Linked DNA regions of Mus musculus: region 1 is linked to region 2. Evidence: chromatin contacts called from public Hi-C data. All regions are on one chromosome and are shown on one strand. Each heading gives the region's core, a stretch centred on a gene start, on an enhancer-like site or on the middle of the called end of the contact. The rest is flanking DNA. Distances are from core to core; before and after follow the strand shown.

Region 1 (6,945 bases), core at 1,443-3,942, 66 kb before region 2:
AATGAAGAAGCTCAGGTCCCAGTGTCTCACTAGGCACATCTGTCTGAGAATGAAGATGAAAACTAAAGGTTAAGATATCTTGTCCTGCATAGGCTAGTCCAGGTTCTTATATGCCGCCATTACTCACAGACTAACTCAAAACCTGTCTCTAAACCTATTGCCATCTGTAGTACAGAAGAACTCAGTTTGAGCATTTTGTAGCTTGAAGCTTGCAGAAGGCAGCAACTCCTTGCCTCGCTCAGCATCGTTCCTAGTCCTGAGGTCACAGTGGCCAGTTCAAGGCCACCAGTGTAGCCAGAGTGCAGCATCACTCTTCCCAGGCAGGTCGGGTAGAAGCTGCTGCAGCAAGCAGACCCATCAGCTTCCCTGGGCTCCTATGCCCACGGCCAGGCTGAGCAGGATGGCACACGCCGGTGTGGGATAACGTCAGCCTGTGAGAGTGTGTTGGCTTGCGTGAATTCACGTGCCTGGAATCAGAGCGCCTGTCTATCCCATCCTCCCTGGGTCCTCCCAAAACATTTGGGACCCAAGGGTCCTGAACTGTATTGCTCTGGGCCCTTGGGGGATCAGTCAGGGAAGCAGAGGGGGTGGTGCCGGGACGGTCTCCATGTGTGTGAGTTCTGCAGCCACTCCTGGCCTGATTGTCACTGTCCATCTCTACGGTCCAACTTTCGCCTCAACGGAGAGGCACACACTGCCACCACACTCACACGTTACAGCTAACAGAGCTACCGGCTCATGGTAATTGAATACCGTGTGTCAGCAGCTCTTAGTGAAGAGGAGCTCCTGAAGTCTTGGGAACTGATTCAACTCCCAGGATCTCAGACCCTTGGATTCAGACCAGAAACCAGGCCCTGCTGGACCCTCCTATCAAGCCTTGGCACAGAGCCTGGACAGTGTCTACTATAACTTTTAAAGTTCTCTTCGTAAACTTTCAAAAGGAGAGCACATGAAGCCCTTGCTGTAGCTGCTGAGGTTTTGTAAAGCAAAAGAAACCAGGACCCAACCAGAGCCCAAAGCAAATGTCCCGGGCCCCAGGAGCCCTCCTAAGGTCCCTTGTCATGCTAGCTCCCTCTTTGTAGTGCATGACCCATATCCAGCTGGCCACCTCAGGATGGCAACACCTCCCTTCTCTGGCTATGCACTCCAGTCAGAGCACTAATGATGCGGGAGGCCCATTATTGACGTTGCTAAACTAAACCTGACCTTTAAGCTGTTTTGCTGTGACCGTCCTGTTCTGTGGCCCTAGATCAGAGATGAACTTTTCAGATGTTTAGAAAAGCAGCCAATTCCATGTGTAAAGGAGTAAAATGTGGCAGGGGCTGAGAAAGTAGATTTTTCATGGGCTTGGAGGCTCCGGGCAGGGCACTATAGAGCATTGGTTTCCATAGTCCTGCCTTGCCGGGCACAGTTCCCATACAGCTTGGTTTTGAGCACTACCCCGTTTCTGGTTCCTGGTTCCTGGGGGTAGGAAGAGACCCCACTTGATCCAGAGCCAGTTAGACGGCTGCCATCATTTACATGGCTCCTTCCCTATCAAAGTCACCTCTGAACACTTACTAGGGCTTAAAAACCTTTCTAATGAAATATGATATTCATACAGAAAAGAGCATGAGTCATAACATTCAATTTAGTGAAAACTAACCAACTCCAAGATAAACATTAACATACCTTCCATCCAGACACCCCGCTTTGTGTGCCTTTCACCAACTGCTCCCACACCTTTGAAGGTAATTTTACCCTAATCTAACTCATATCTTCTATTTGCCTATTTTAACCTTTATATACTAGTTGTAGCACAATGTACACATGTACACATACACGCACACGCACACGCATGCACACACACACACACACACACACACACACACACACACACACACAGCTCCACATCATAAACAAGACCCATCTGCATGGTTCCAAGAACAATGATTCTTCTTCTTTGCTGCATAGTATTCTAATACACAACCATACCCCAGTAGACTTAAGCATTTGGCCCTGGTTCTTTGGGCTGTTTGATAGAGATAATGATGATGAAGAATCTCAGGTGAAGGTTTGTTTCTGTTTCTATTGGTCCATGAGCTGTGTGTTCATGCACAGAGGCTATCATTTTCAGGTTCAGTTCTATTTATTGCAAGAGGACCATGTTTCATGGGCTGGGACTCTCTGGAGGTGGACAGACTCTGTCTCAGGAAGGTAAACAATTGCCCCTGGGGCCCTAAAACAGATGGATGCAACAGGTACAGGTTCTGAATCCAGGTGAACTTCAGATATGTGAGGTTGGTTGCTTTCCCTCCTGGCCACTCTTCTGGGTGATCCATTTGGCAGTCTACCAAGGTCCTATGCTCCCACAAGAGCATCCAGAAGATACCCAATCATGCTTCTCAAAGGCTGTGGTCTCCAACACACCAAATCCCTTATCTGACCTCGAAGATCAAAGCCTTTCTATAAAATCTCTTCCTCACATTGTCCAACTGCACCAACGCCCTAAGGGGGATCTGGTCTCTCAAATGAGATACAGCCCCAATGGAAGACCCTAAGGGAAGAGCCATGTGTCTTGTTCAGTAGATCCTCAACTCCAGACACACCAAAATCATCCAGGAAACTTGTTAGACTCCTATTCCTGAGCCCCACCCCTGAGGATCTTGAGTCAATAGATCTGGGGTGGGGCTGGGATATTTATGTTTTAACCCCTGGTTACCACAGCAGCCTGCTTTGCAGAGCACAGGCTGCTCCACAGATCCATTGACTCCTATGTCTGCAGATGAGCAGAAGGGATATACATTTAGAGTAGACAAGGGAACTTAGGATGTACAGAGTCCTGAAATGGAGGGGTGTGGTTGGGGTCCAGCACCTTTGAGTCAACAGAGGATGCTCCAAAGACAACCCTCACTCACCAGGAGCCGCTGGCCCAGTATGCACTCTTTCCTCATTGCTAGAAGACTGTTCTCTACCTGCTGTGACCTGCCAGCCTGCCTGGTTCTGTCCTAAGCTGCCCTGCTCAGGGGAGGGAGAGGACAGATGGACAGAAGGCTGGGTAGGGCCAGGCTGGAGAGAAGGGAACTCAAGGAAGGATTGGACATGGAGCCTTGGCTGAGAATCTGCTGGTATGAGCGGTCCCATGGTATTAGGATTCCTGCTGTGGGGGGGGGGGAGGGACCACAGAACCTCTCCCTTCCTGGTGGCTCTTTCCAACCCATGGGCATGAACAGACAGGCCAGGCAACTGTTCGACACATAGGCAATGTGAGTTTTACTCCAGCTTGGCTGTGGGATCAGAAAGGTGGGTCACTTATGTGAGTCCCATCAATGTCTTTGTGTGTGTGTATGTGTGTGTGTGTGTGTGAGTTCAAGGACAACTTGCAGAAATCAGTTTTCCTTCCACTGTGTGGATTCTTGGGATCAAACTCAGGTTGCCAGGCTTGGCAGTGTGCACCTTTGCCTGCTGAGCCATCTCGCTGGCCCTCAGCAGTCTTTTCCAGGACAAAGCTAAACTCGGGGTTGCTGGAGATGAAGGTACTATGTGCTCACCACCGTTTTAGCTTACAGTAAATGTTCGTTGTCACCTGCCTCTGAGATCTGCATGTCTCCACCCTCCGCTGAACCTCAGTGCATCACTAATGATAGTTTAAGGGAGCGTTGGCTCAGAGAGGTAGGAGAATAGGTAGTTCATCCTATCTCAGATGGTTGCTAGGCTCTACAGAATGAGGGACTCTGCCCTGGGATCACTCAGTCCCTCTGGTGACAACCATGCCATTGGGGTCGTAAGGTTCCAGGCATGGCTTTGTGCTGTCCACATCCCATCCTACTTTGGTCCCCTAATTGCCTGATGCTTATTTCCTGGTTGATGTATAAAAAGACCAAGGCTCAGTCAGGTCCCCTCGTTGGCTGAAAGTCACCAACAGGCCATGGGCCAAGGCAGGACTCGTCTGTACATGACCACCGTGGTATACTTCCTTGCCCTACCTGGCATATCTTCCTGTGCTAAAGTTGGAGGTAGAACCTGGCAGGGAGTGGCCACATCACCGAAGTGCTTGTGGGCAAGGAGCAAGGACAAGACACAGCATCCATTCCCTGTGTCTGGGTGGGGGTGGGGGCTGGGGGTGGGAAAGTCAAGCAGGAAGCTCTAGATACAGTACAGAGGGCAAGGGCTGTGTATGCTCTTTTACAAATGGAAATGTAGCAGAGAGGGCACCCTGAATATCTCTGGAGAACACACAGGGTCTGGAGGACCATCATCAGAAGGCATCTAAGTGGTCAGACTAGATCTCTGTCTCCCCTCCCTTCTCTTCTCCCCTCCTGTCCTCTTCCCCTTCCTCCCTTCCTTCTTTCCCTGGTCCTCCTTTCCTTTTCTTCCTCTTTCCTCTCCCCTTCTTCTCTCTCCCTTCTCCTCCCTCCCTCTGTCTCTTTCCTTTTTTTCCTTGAAGATAGAATTCAGGGCTGTGCACCTGCTTGGCAGAGAGCTGAGACCCCAGCCCATGTGTAGCATTTCCTCTCCATGCCCTTTCTTTTCTGTCCCTTCTGAAACCCTGGAAGAGTTCATATCTTTCAGGCTGCTTCTTCACATTTGAAACAAATCACTGCAAAGAGAGGAGTGTTACGGGCCTGCAGGTGTGTGTGTGTGTGTGTGTGTGTGTGTGTGTATGCGCACGCACGTGCAAGTGCACACACATGCGCAAGTGCACCCGCACACATATATGTGTGTCTCTGGGACTGCTCCCACAAAGAGCTCCTGGGCACACTGGTGACCAGTGATGTGTGGAGAATTCCCGAATTCCACAAATTTCTGAGCATGTACTGTGATAGGACTGACTTCAACTTGTCAGCTACTTCAGCATCTTGCCTGGCATCTTGCCAAATGCTTTTCACACTAAGTCCTTCAGGCCCCCCAGTCCCAGGGGTGGGGTGGGATAAATAGGAGCACTGAGGCTTGGGCTGGCAAAGCTTGGGAATCACAGATGCTGAAGAAGGCAAAAATACTTTCCAGTATCTTTAACATAGTCTTCACAGCAGTTTACAAGAGTAAAAGACAGGATTCAGACAGCGATTACTAAATCACTCATATGCACGATGTACATTTGGGTCATTAGCCCCAAGCTGCAGAAGTTACCAGAGGATTCAGTTTGTTTCTTGTATGAGTGTGTGTTGAGATTTTATGTGTGTGTGCACTCTGAGTTCACATGTGTTTGAGTACATATGTATGTCTCTGTGTGTGCACACAGAGGCCAGAAGTAGATGCTGTTTCTCTCGGCCTTATATATTGAGGCAGAGTCTCTCACTTGAACCCAGAGCTTGCTAATCCAGGGAGGTTAATAGTAAGCTTGCTTCAAGGATCCCATATTAACCTCTCAAGCACCCAACTACAGGCGGGTGGTCACGCCCACCTGACATTTATGTGAGTTTAGGGATCGAAACTCAGGGCCTCACACTTACAAGGCAAGCATTTAGCAGGCTGAACCATCTCCCCTGTCCTCATCCTGAACACACACACACACACACACACACACACACACACACACACACACACACACACACAAACACACACACAGTGTTTTCTACTTTAAAATATAATTCTGTGGCTGTGGGGTCAAACACAGGGCTTTCGGCACACCAGGCAAGCACTTGGGCACTGAGATGTGCCTTTAGTCCTTTTTTTTTTTAAATCAATAAAACTAAATGAAGTTATTTAACACACAACATGTTTTTGCAGTAAGGACATGTAAAATCTACTCCTAGTAATTTTCAGGTACATGATTTGTGTGTGAGTTGGGGAGGGAACACTGGGGAGTGAGCCTAAACCCTCGTGCGTACTCAGCAAACGCATCACCACTGAGATACATACACTTCGGCTCACTTTTTACTTTTTATTTTGAGGCAGTCTGACTACATTGCCCAGGCTGCCCTTGAACTCTCTCTGTACTCCAGGCAGGCCTGGAACTTGTGATCTTCCTGCCTCTGCCTCCTTAATAGCTGGGACTACAGATGTGCATCACAGAGACCAGCTATTGTTCCTCATTAAGAGTCACCTATTGCACCGTGGATCTCCTGAACTCCTAACTGAAATTCGGTGTCTTTTGACCAGCACTTCCTGCCTCCCACCGTTAACCGGTATTCCACTCTTGGAGTTTGTTAGTTCAACCTTAGAGTTTCCCTGAGAGTGAAAGGGAACAGCACAGGCTTTCCGCGTGCGTCTGCTCTGCTTCACTCGTGATGCCCTACAGCTTCATCTGCCTTGTTAGGAATGATGGGGTTTCCTTCTCTCTTCAAAATCTTGCTTTTGAATTTGATCTTCTTTTGAGAATTTCATAAATATATTTATGTCATTTATAAAGTAATGTATTTATATCATTTCTACCCTCCCTCTCCCTCTCTGACTGCTTCTGTGTTCCCCCTATTTTCTCTCTCAGATTCATAACCTCCTTTCTAATTACACACACACACACACACACACACACACACACCCTATTGAATCCATCTCATATTGCTTATACATACACACCTTTAAGACTGACCCTGGGGATCGGATAACTAGTCAAAAAGGATGAACTGGAGAAAACGAATTCTCCCTCCCTCATTAGCCATTGCTTGCCTGTAGCTCTTCATCTAGAATTGGGGCCTTGTGAAATTTCCTCGCATCTATGTTGGCGTGTCAACTGCTGTCACATCTTCTGTGAGACAGTATTCTGGACATCACAGGAAGGCTGCAACCATGCAATCTCAACAATACATTTGCATAAAATTTTCTTTTTATCTTATCTATTTATTTTTTTAATGTTAGCTCCGTTTTTATTTATTTATTTTGTGTATCTATGCATGCCCTAGGAAGCATGTGGCAGTCAGTTCTCTCTTTCCACCACATGGATCCGGGGTAAGAACATAGACCATTAGGCTTGGAGATAAACACATTTCCTGCTGAGCCATCTTACCAGCTCCCCCACACCCCCTT
Region 2 (7,185 bases), core at 796-3,295:
GTGGGCTACATGTCAAGACCTTGTTTTAAAACAAAGCAAAGGAAAATTACATCTGTAATTCCAAGACTCGGAAGGCTGAGGTAGGAGAGTTGTAAGTTTGAGGCTAGCCTGAGTTTTATATATATCTTGTCTCATAAATAAGTTTTTTTTTCTCCTTAAGACACTAAGTATCATCACGAACACTCCGCCACTGTGATCTTATTTCCCAAAAGGCTCCACTTACAAACACTGGGGATTGTATTTTAACATTTGAATTTTGTATAACTCCTGAGCACCGGTGATAATCGATCCACAGCAGCCAACACTCTAAGCTAGCCCTGGCAAGCCAGGTTGAACAATCACCCTAATTTTTTATATTTATGTACTCGCTTTAATCCCCTGGAGCTGGAGTTATAAGCAGTTGTGGGCCTGCAGCTGTGAGCATTGTGGGTGTTGAGAACAAAGCTTACCACAAGCACTCATAAGCGCTGGGTCATCCTCCAGCCCTGGTTCTCCTAGCTAAGGTCATTCCATCCTTGTTTAAAGCCTTCATGAGTTTCTCACCACTGTGAAGCAGCCTTGTGCTCCTCAGCCCACTGTGGAGGCCAGCCCAGCCTTCCCTGCCTTTGCTCCACTGCCTTCCTGTTTAATTGAGCACACCACTTCTTCCACACCCAGGACCCCTTACCTGTTCTTCCTTCTTCAGAGAGGCCTTCACCTCCAGCTGACCTAAGTCAGTCCCTCACTCATCTTCCTGTCTATTTTCTTTGCTTTGTCCAAGCTGATAGCCTCTTGCATGTTTGGTAACTCATCTTGCCTGTCCCTTGACCACAACAGAGGGCCCAGCCATAGAAAGCTCTCAACTGGTCCAAAGAATGACAATCACACTCCCATTCTGAACATGTAGGAAAGAGAGGCTCTTCCTCAGTGGGGTAGTAGCCAGGGAGGGGTATGAAGACTGCTCAGAGGTACCTGCCAACTTGCCAGAGTCTAGGGCAGAGAGTTGAGGTAGAGGGCTCAGAAGTCGAAAAGACTGGCCTGTGCTGAAGAGCTGGCTCAGTCAGCATATGCACGTACACACAAGTAAGTGCATACGTGTGCATGCACACACACAGAAGTTTATTTGGAGGGATTTAGGAAGAGGCTTGGAACTCAGGAGGCTTGGGGGAATTTGTTTTTCTGTTTCCGTGTTTTCTATAAAACCTTAGGAAAGTCTCCAGCACATCCCCATGTGTTGGAGTTTATCCTTTTCCAAACATGACAGCTTGCAACACCTGTATCAGCAGGTATGGAGAAGGGAGACTAGGCTGATAGGGACATCAGCCTCAGCTGGGCATAGAGATGCTTCTGAGCACCAATGCTGTTTGTCTTATCTTCAGGTGTCAGACAGTGGCCTCCCCCCCTTGTCATCTTCCACATTGGTCAGAGTACACATCACGGAGCAGAGTCGCTACCCGCCCTCCACACTCCCATTGGAAATCTTCATCACGAAGGGGGAGGAGGAATTTCAGGGTGGCATGGTAGGTAAAATCCATGCCACCGACCGAGACCCTCAGGACACACTGACCTACAGCCTGGATCGAGAGGGAAGCCTGGGCAAGTATTTCACAGTGGGTGCATCCGATGGCAAGATTATTGCCTCTCAAGGACTGCCTCGTGGCCGATACTTGTTTAATGTCACAGTCAGTGATGGGACCTTCACCACCACCACTGGGGTCCATGTCCATGTGTGGCACATGGGGCAGGAGGCTCCGCAGCAAGCTGTGTGGCTGGGCTTCCACCAGCTCACCCCCGAGGAGCTCGTGAGCGATCACTGGCGCAACCTGCAGCGATTCCTCAGCAATATCTTGGACATCAAACGAGCCAACATCCACTTGGCCAGCCTGCAGCCTGCAGAGGTCACAGCTGGGGTGGACGTGCTTCTGGCCTTTGAGGGGCATTCTGGAACTTCCTATGATCTCCAGGAGCTGGCATCTGCCATAGCTCACTCAGCCAAAGAGATGGAGCACTCGGTAGGAATTCAGATGAGGTCAGCTCTGCCCGTGGTACCATGCCAAGGGCCAAGCTGCCAGGATCAAACCTGCCAAGAGACAGTGTCCCTGGAGCCCAGAGTGGGGCCCTCTTACAGTACAGCCAGGCTCAGCATCCTGACACCACGACACCACCTGGGGAAAAACTGCTCCTGCAATGGTAAGAACAGGGGTTGGATTGCTGGCTCCTGGCTATCTGCCTCCATGTAAACTCCCACCAAGGTTCATGAGCATAGCTATAATCAAACTAAATGCCAGAGACCAACACACCACGGGGAGTTTGTTGTCACAAAGCCTAGTCATGGGGTACTCCTCAGGTTCTCTCTGCCTTCTGGAATTCTGAAAGTTAACAGTTGATTGCAATAGAAATAGTGCCTAAAAGCACAGACTGGGGCATCAGGCTCCGGGAATTTACTTCTTCACCCTGGAGGGAATTCTTTGACCTCTCTACACCCGTGGGCTTTGCTACTGTAAGGATTGAGATTGACATTTCAGGTACTCTTGGAAAAGAGCCTGACAGACATGTCAGCTCCTGATGCCCCTGCTGTTAGCTCCACAGCCTGCTGATATCAGCTCAAGAAGTAAACCCAACATAGGTTTAGACCTCAGCTCTGTCATCTCCTAATGGGTGGCTTCTGTAAAGTCCACAAAATTCCTGTTGCCCATCAATAAACTAGAATAACAAGAGCACCCCCCCACAATTGGTTTGGGGAGTAACTTACATATAGATATAATAGCACATAGCCCATGGGTGGCCACTGTAAGCCCAGGATCCTGGCTGTCACCCACATGGGAGCAGTCAGTGCTGTAAAGAGCCTGCAGTGTACCAGGCTCCATGTGGGTCATCAGTCCCTTCTGTGTAAAGACGGCCATCATACATCCTCCAATGGAGGCCAGGCATCATACACCAGTGTGTGTGGCTTTCAGAGCCTTGCACTACTGATGCCCCACCTGGAGCCTGGCATACTGCTCAAAGAGACTGTTCCGGGCAAGCTGCTAAAAGTTCTCATTGCAAAACCATGGGTAATTCCTTCCTTTGGCATTCCCGTGGTGGGTATGGAGGAAGGGAGCCTAAAGGCGGGCCTTACAACACTGAGCCTTCATATTCTGAGCCTTGACAGAGCTTCCTACTACACTAATATATTGAGTTTTGGAAAACACATTGAGGTGTTTGCCTCTTGGGATTCCTTATACCTAAGCTTCCTCCCTGCCCTCCTTTCCTTTATTGTCCTTTCTTGAGGTTTCTTGCCCAGGTATCAGGAACCTATGACACATGAATCAATTTTCTGGGTGTCCTATTTTTCAAAATATATGGGTAGTGTTAGATTTAAAAGCTTGGCTCACCACATCTGATTAGCTGATTTTTCTTCCGTCATGGTGGAAGCTCACTGTTCCTGAGTCTCAGGCTGGAAGTGATTCTGTGGAGCTTGTACCCAGCGGGAGGCATGCAGGGTGACAGCCTAGCTCCCTTAGTGGCTCTGGAAATGTGATCCACCCAATCCCAGCCTGGACTCTTCGTATATCAGATGTGGGAAGTGTCCGATCTGCCACCCAAAGGTTGAATGAGACAAAGTCGGCCTAAGGGATCTGTGACATCTCAAGAGTAGTGACACCTCGGGTTCATTTGCAGGTACCACCTGGAGGTTCAGTGGTCAGAGCTACATGCGGTATAGGCCCCTAGAGGCTCAGAACTGGCAGATCCATTTCTACCTGAAAACGCTCCAGCCATGGGCCCTTCTGATGTTCACCAATGAAACAGCCTCTATTTCCTTGAAGGTAAGGTGACTCCCACCTGAGTGGCTTCCATGGGCACCCCAGACTGGGGACATGAGGGATGCAGGGAGGATGTCTGAGCTGATTCCTGGCAAAGGATCCCCTCATGCTTTTCAAGGATGCTGAGTGTGACTGTCAATCAGAACACACAATCAGACACGGGCCTTTTACCTGGAGATACACAACCCAGGCCATTCAGGGGTGGGGCTGCTTGCTCTGTGGAATGAGAAATTCCTGGAGGAGAGAAGGATGTGAGCTCACACAACCCTGGCACTGTAAGAATAGTGTGTGTGTGTGTGTGTGTGTGTGTGTGTGTAAGATGCCCCCTCCAAGTATCTGAGCCCCCCCACTGGGGGCCCGAGGGTTCCTTTCACTCCTGCCCATGCAATGTTGCACCTACCATCCCTGGGCCCACCCCCCCCCCCACCTCACTGCTGCACGACCCCCTACATATCCCTGCAGAGGGAAAAGAAAGGATGACGACTGGACTGGGGGGTCGGGGGAGGTGAGGCCCTGAAGGGAAAAGGGAAGGCTGGCAGGAATGGAAAGAGGAGTCTCCTGGGGCATGGGAGGGGGCTGAGGCAACAAACTCATTTATGCTCAGTCTCTCAAGGATTCTTTTTATGTCCCATGGAACTCTCATCTGCTGCCTGGTCAAGTCACACCCACAGTCAGGAAGTAGAGATAGATGCTGGTGCTCAACTCCCTTCCCCCTTCTATCCAACCCAGGACCCCATGCCACATTCAGGATGGTCTTCCCCCCTCAGTTAAGCCTTTCTAGAATCTCCCTCATAGACACACCTGGATGTGTGTTTCCATGGTCATTAGTTGCCGATGGAGAAAACACATCACAGGGGGTAGCTGTCCAGGCACGTTGGTTGTGATGGCCAGCTGGATGAACAACAGGAGCCTATTGGCATTCTTTTTGTTTTTAACCTTTTATTGGCTCTCCCACGCTTGACTGTTGGCATTCTTAAACAATAGCCCAGCGTCTACATGGCTCCCGTGACGAAAGCAAGGTGGACAGACCTCACAGTGGGGCCAGAGTGTAATGGAATTGGGGGTTGGGGGTGAATCAGTGAAGGTCTCAGAGGTCCTTGCAAAAGGCTTTGCTTTCATCTGATCAAAACAGAGGATTTCAGAAGACCTGTAGCAAACACAATGGTCTGCCTTATTGTCACCACAGTTCTTGGCTTGAGAATAGAATTTAGAGGAACAGAGACAAGAATAGAGCGATCCAGACAGGAGGAGGAAGAGGCACCAATAACCCAGGGGAGTGAGGGTGGCTTGTGAACATCACTGTGAAGAAAGTGTCCAGCTTTGGAAAGGAATTAGAAGCCAACAGCCTGTCCCAGTGCACAGAAGATGGAGTAGAGAGAGCATGGGAGTGTAGTTTGGCCTGAGCCACTGGAATGGTGGAGCTGTTGCTAAAGACCTGGGTAGAAGAAGTTGGGGGGTATTGGGAGCTCAGGTTAGACATGTAGACTTCCACAAGGAGGTAGCATAACCAGTCTAGTGTTGTGAGAGAGGCCTGGGGTAGGGCTGGAGAGACATAGGGTCAACAGCACGTTACTGAAAGCCATAAGGCTTCGTGAGAACACCAGGGAGTATAGCTCAGGAAACAGGCTAAGACTCTTAGAGCACAGTCCAATGAAGAAAGAAGACAGAAGAAGAGAAGGGTATGAAGCACGAGCCTTCAAATGGGCTTAGGAAAAAAAAATAGACTTGGAGCATGGCATCCAGGAAGACAAGTGCACTTGGATTAGAAATAAGCTGGGGGTTAGGCTTAATAAGGGAGAGTTTGCCTAGTGTGCGCAAGGCTCTGGGATCATCCTAAGAAGAAGGGGAAAGGGAAGAGGAGGAGGGAGAGGAGAGGGAGAGGAGGAAGTACTGGGGGAATATGAGGAGGAAGAAAAAGGAGGCAAGAAAAGGGGAAGGAAAGGCAGAAGATGGAGGGGAATGAGAAAGACTGAAGAAAGGAGGAAAGGAGGATGAGAAAAGGGACGAGGGGGAGGGATAGTGGGCAGAAGGAGGAGGAGACAGTCATGATAGCTGAGTGACTGGCTGCTGAGAGCAGAGCAGAATGGGAAGATCTGTCATTTGATGCAGCAACACAGAGCACCCTGAACACTGACTGACATCAGTGGTTTTTATCACAGGACAGATAGGTCCATTTGGGGGACAAAGAAAGAAAATGATTCCAAGTTCAAGACAACTTTATCTTTTATTTTAAGATTGGGAGGCTGGTCTATGTTTGTGGAGTGGCTGAAATAATCCCTAAGGAATGGTCATAATGTGACACAGTAGAGAAGAGACCAGGGAACATGGTGTTGGAGGAGGTGAAGGGGACATGGGTCAAGAGAGGGACCAGCTTTAGCTGAGGAGGACGGTTGTGATGTCGGAGCACCTGTGAGCACCCTTGGCACCCTCAGCAGGAAGCAAGACCGTCAGCAGAGAGCTCCGTGTCTGAGGAGAGAAAAGTCATGTTGAGTCACAACTGGTTGATCTGATGTTAGGCAGCACTGGAGGCTCATCTGCCATTGGGGCCATTGGATGAAGGCTAGGGCAGTGGATGAGGACATGGAAGACATTTCCTCCAGCAATGTTCAAAGTTTTCTAAAGAAACTGCCTTGCCCATATTAAACAGGAAAATATTTGGCCCTGGGCATGCCTAGTTTCTGTTGTCTTGCTTTTTTGTTTTTCAACACAACATCAACCTGATGCTTGCCCGCACAGGCGACTGAACCCGCATCAGAGGCTTACGAGCCAAGCACACTCCCACTGAGCTACACGCCCCAGCCATGCTTTTTCTGTTTTGCAGCAGGGTCTCTCTGTGTATCCCAGATTGGCCTGGTATGCTCTAAAGCATACCTATCTGTTGAGAGTAAAGAAAAGTAGAATGCTCTAAGCCAGGGGTTTTCTAACATCTTAACTCCAGGGACTTATGATGTGTGCGCATGCAAATGTGCAGAGGGCAGAGGGCAGCTTTGGGTGTCGCTCCTCAGATGTCCTCTACCTTGGTGTTGTTTAGTTTCTTGCTAATCTGGAGCTGAACACTTAGGCTAGGTTAGCTGGTCTAAGCACAGTCACCAGTGATCCCATCAGTAAGGTATCTTTGGGCCTCAGGTTCCTCATCTGTCAAGTGGGATCTTGCCCTTTCCATGAAATATGGTGAGGACTGGATGGAATTTTGAGGACATTTGGAGTCTTCAGAGACAATCTCTGAAGCATTTGAAAATTCTTGGAAATGGGGATGTAGCCAGGTTAGTGGCATGCACCAAGAAGTAGATGCAATTACCAGCACCATGTGAATGAGATATGATGGTGAACAGCTGTAATTCTAGCGAATTAGGAGGTAGAGGCCGGAGGATCAGGAGTTCAAGGTTATCCTTGGCTGCATAGC

The links. Hi-C and Micro-C count contacts between places; a contact is called where the count stands out from the background.
Region 1: a Hi-C map of cerebellum shows a contact between it and region 2, with 1.7 times the contacts expected there. The contact joins two enhancer-like sites. A contact is called at or near these places in 2 of 39 promoter capture datasets (embryonic stem cells and macrophages), 5 of 484 Hi-C or Micro-C datasets (adipose-derived mesenchymal stem cells, brain, cerebellar granule neurons and 1 more), 2 of 115 datasets of contacts at active chromatin or transcription factors (embryonic stem cells and pancreatic cancer cells) and 2 of 9 other capture datasets (adipose tissue and liver).

Annotation. Positions count from the first base shown.
Region 1 is chr11:55,324,263-55,331,207 of GRCm38.p6, reverse strand. It overlaps a transcript of Fat2 not described here. Among named protein-coding and RNA genes, the nearest start is that of Fat2, 15 kb to the right of the region's middle. Within about 2 kb of position 2,692, at least 12 of the 459 cell types and tissues checked have an H3K27ac peak or open chromatin away from gene starts, as enhancers often do. A contact at or near this core is called in cerebellar granule neurons and cerebellum, where this site is marked.
Region 2 is chr11:55,257,046-55,264,230 of GRCm38.p6, reverse strand. It overlaps Fat2 (FAT atypical cadherin 2), which reads left to right. Exons shown (of 23, transcript NM_001029988.2): 18 at 1,359-2,169; 19 at 3,640-3,785. Among named protein-coding and RNA genes, the nearest start is that of Fat2, 52 kb to the left of the region's middle. Within about 2 kb of position 2,045, at least 11 of the 459 cell types and tissues checked have an H3K27ac peak or open chromatin away from gene starts, as enhancers often do. A contact at or near this core is called in cerebellar granule neurons and cerebellum, where this site is marked.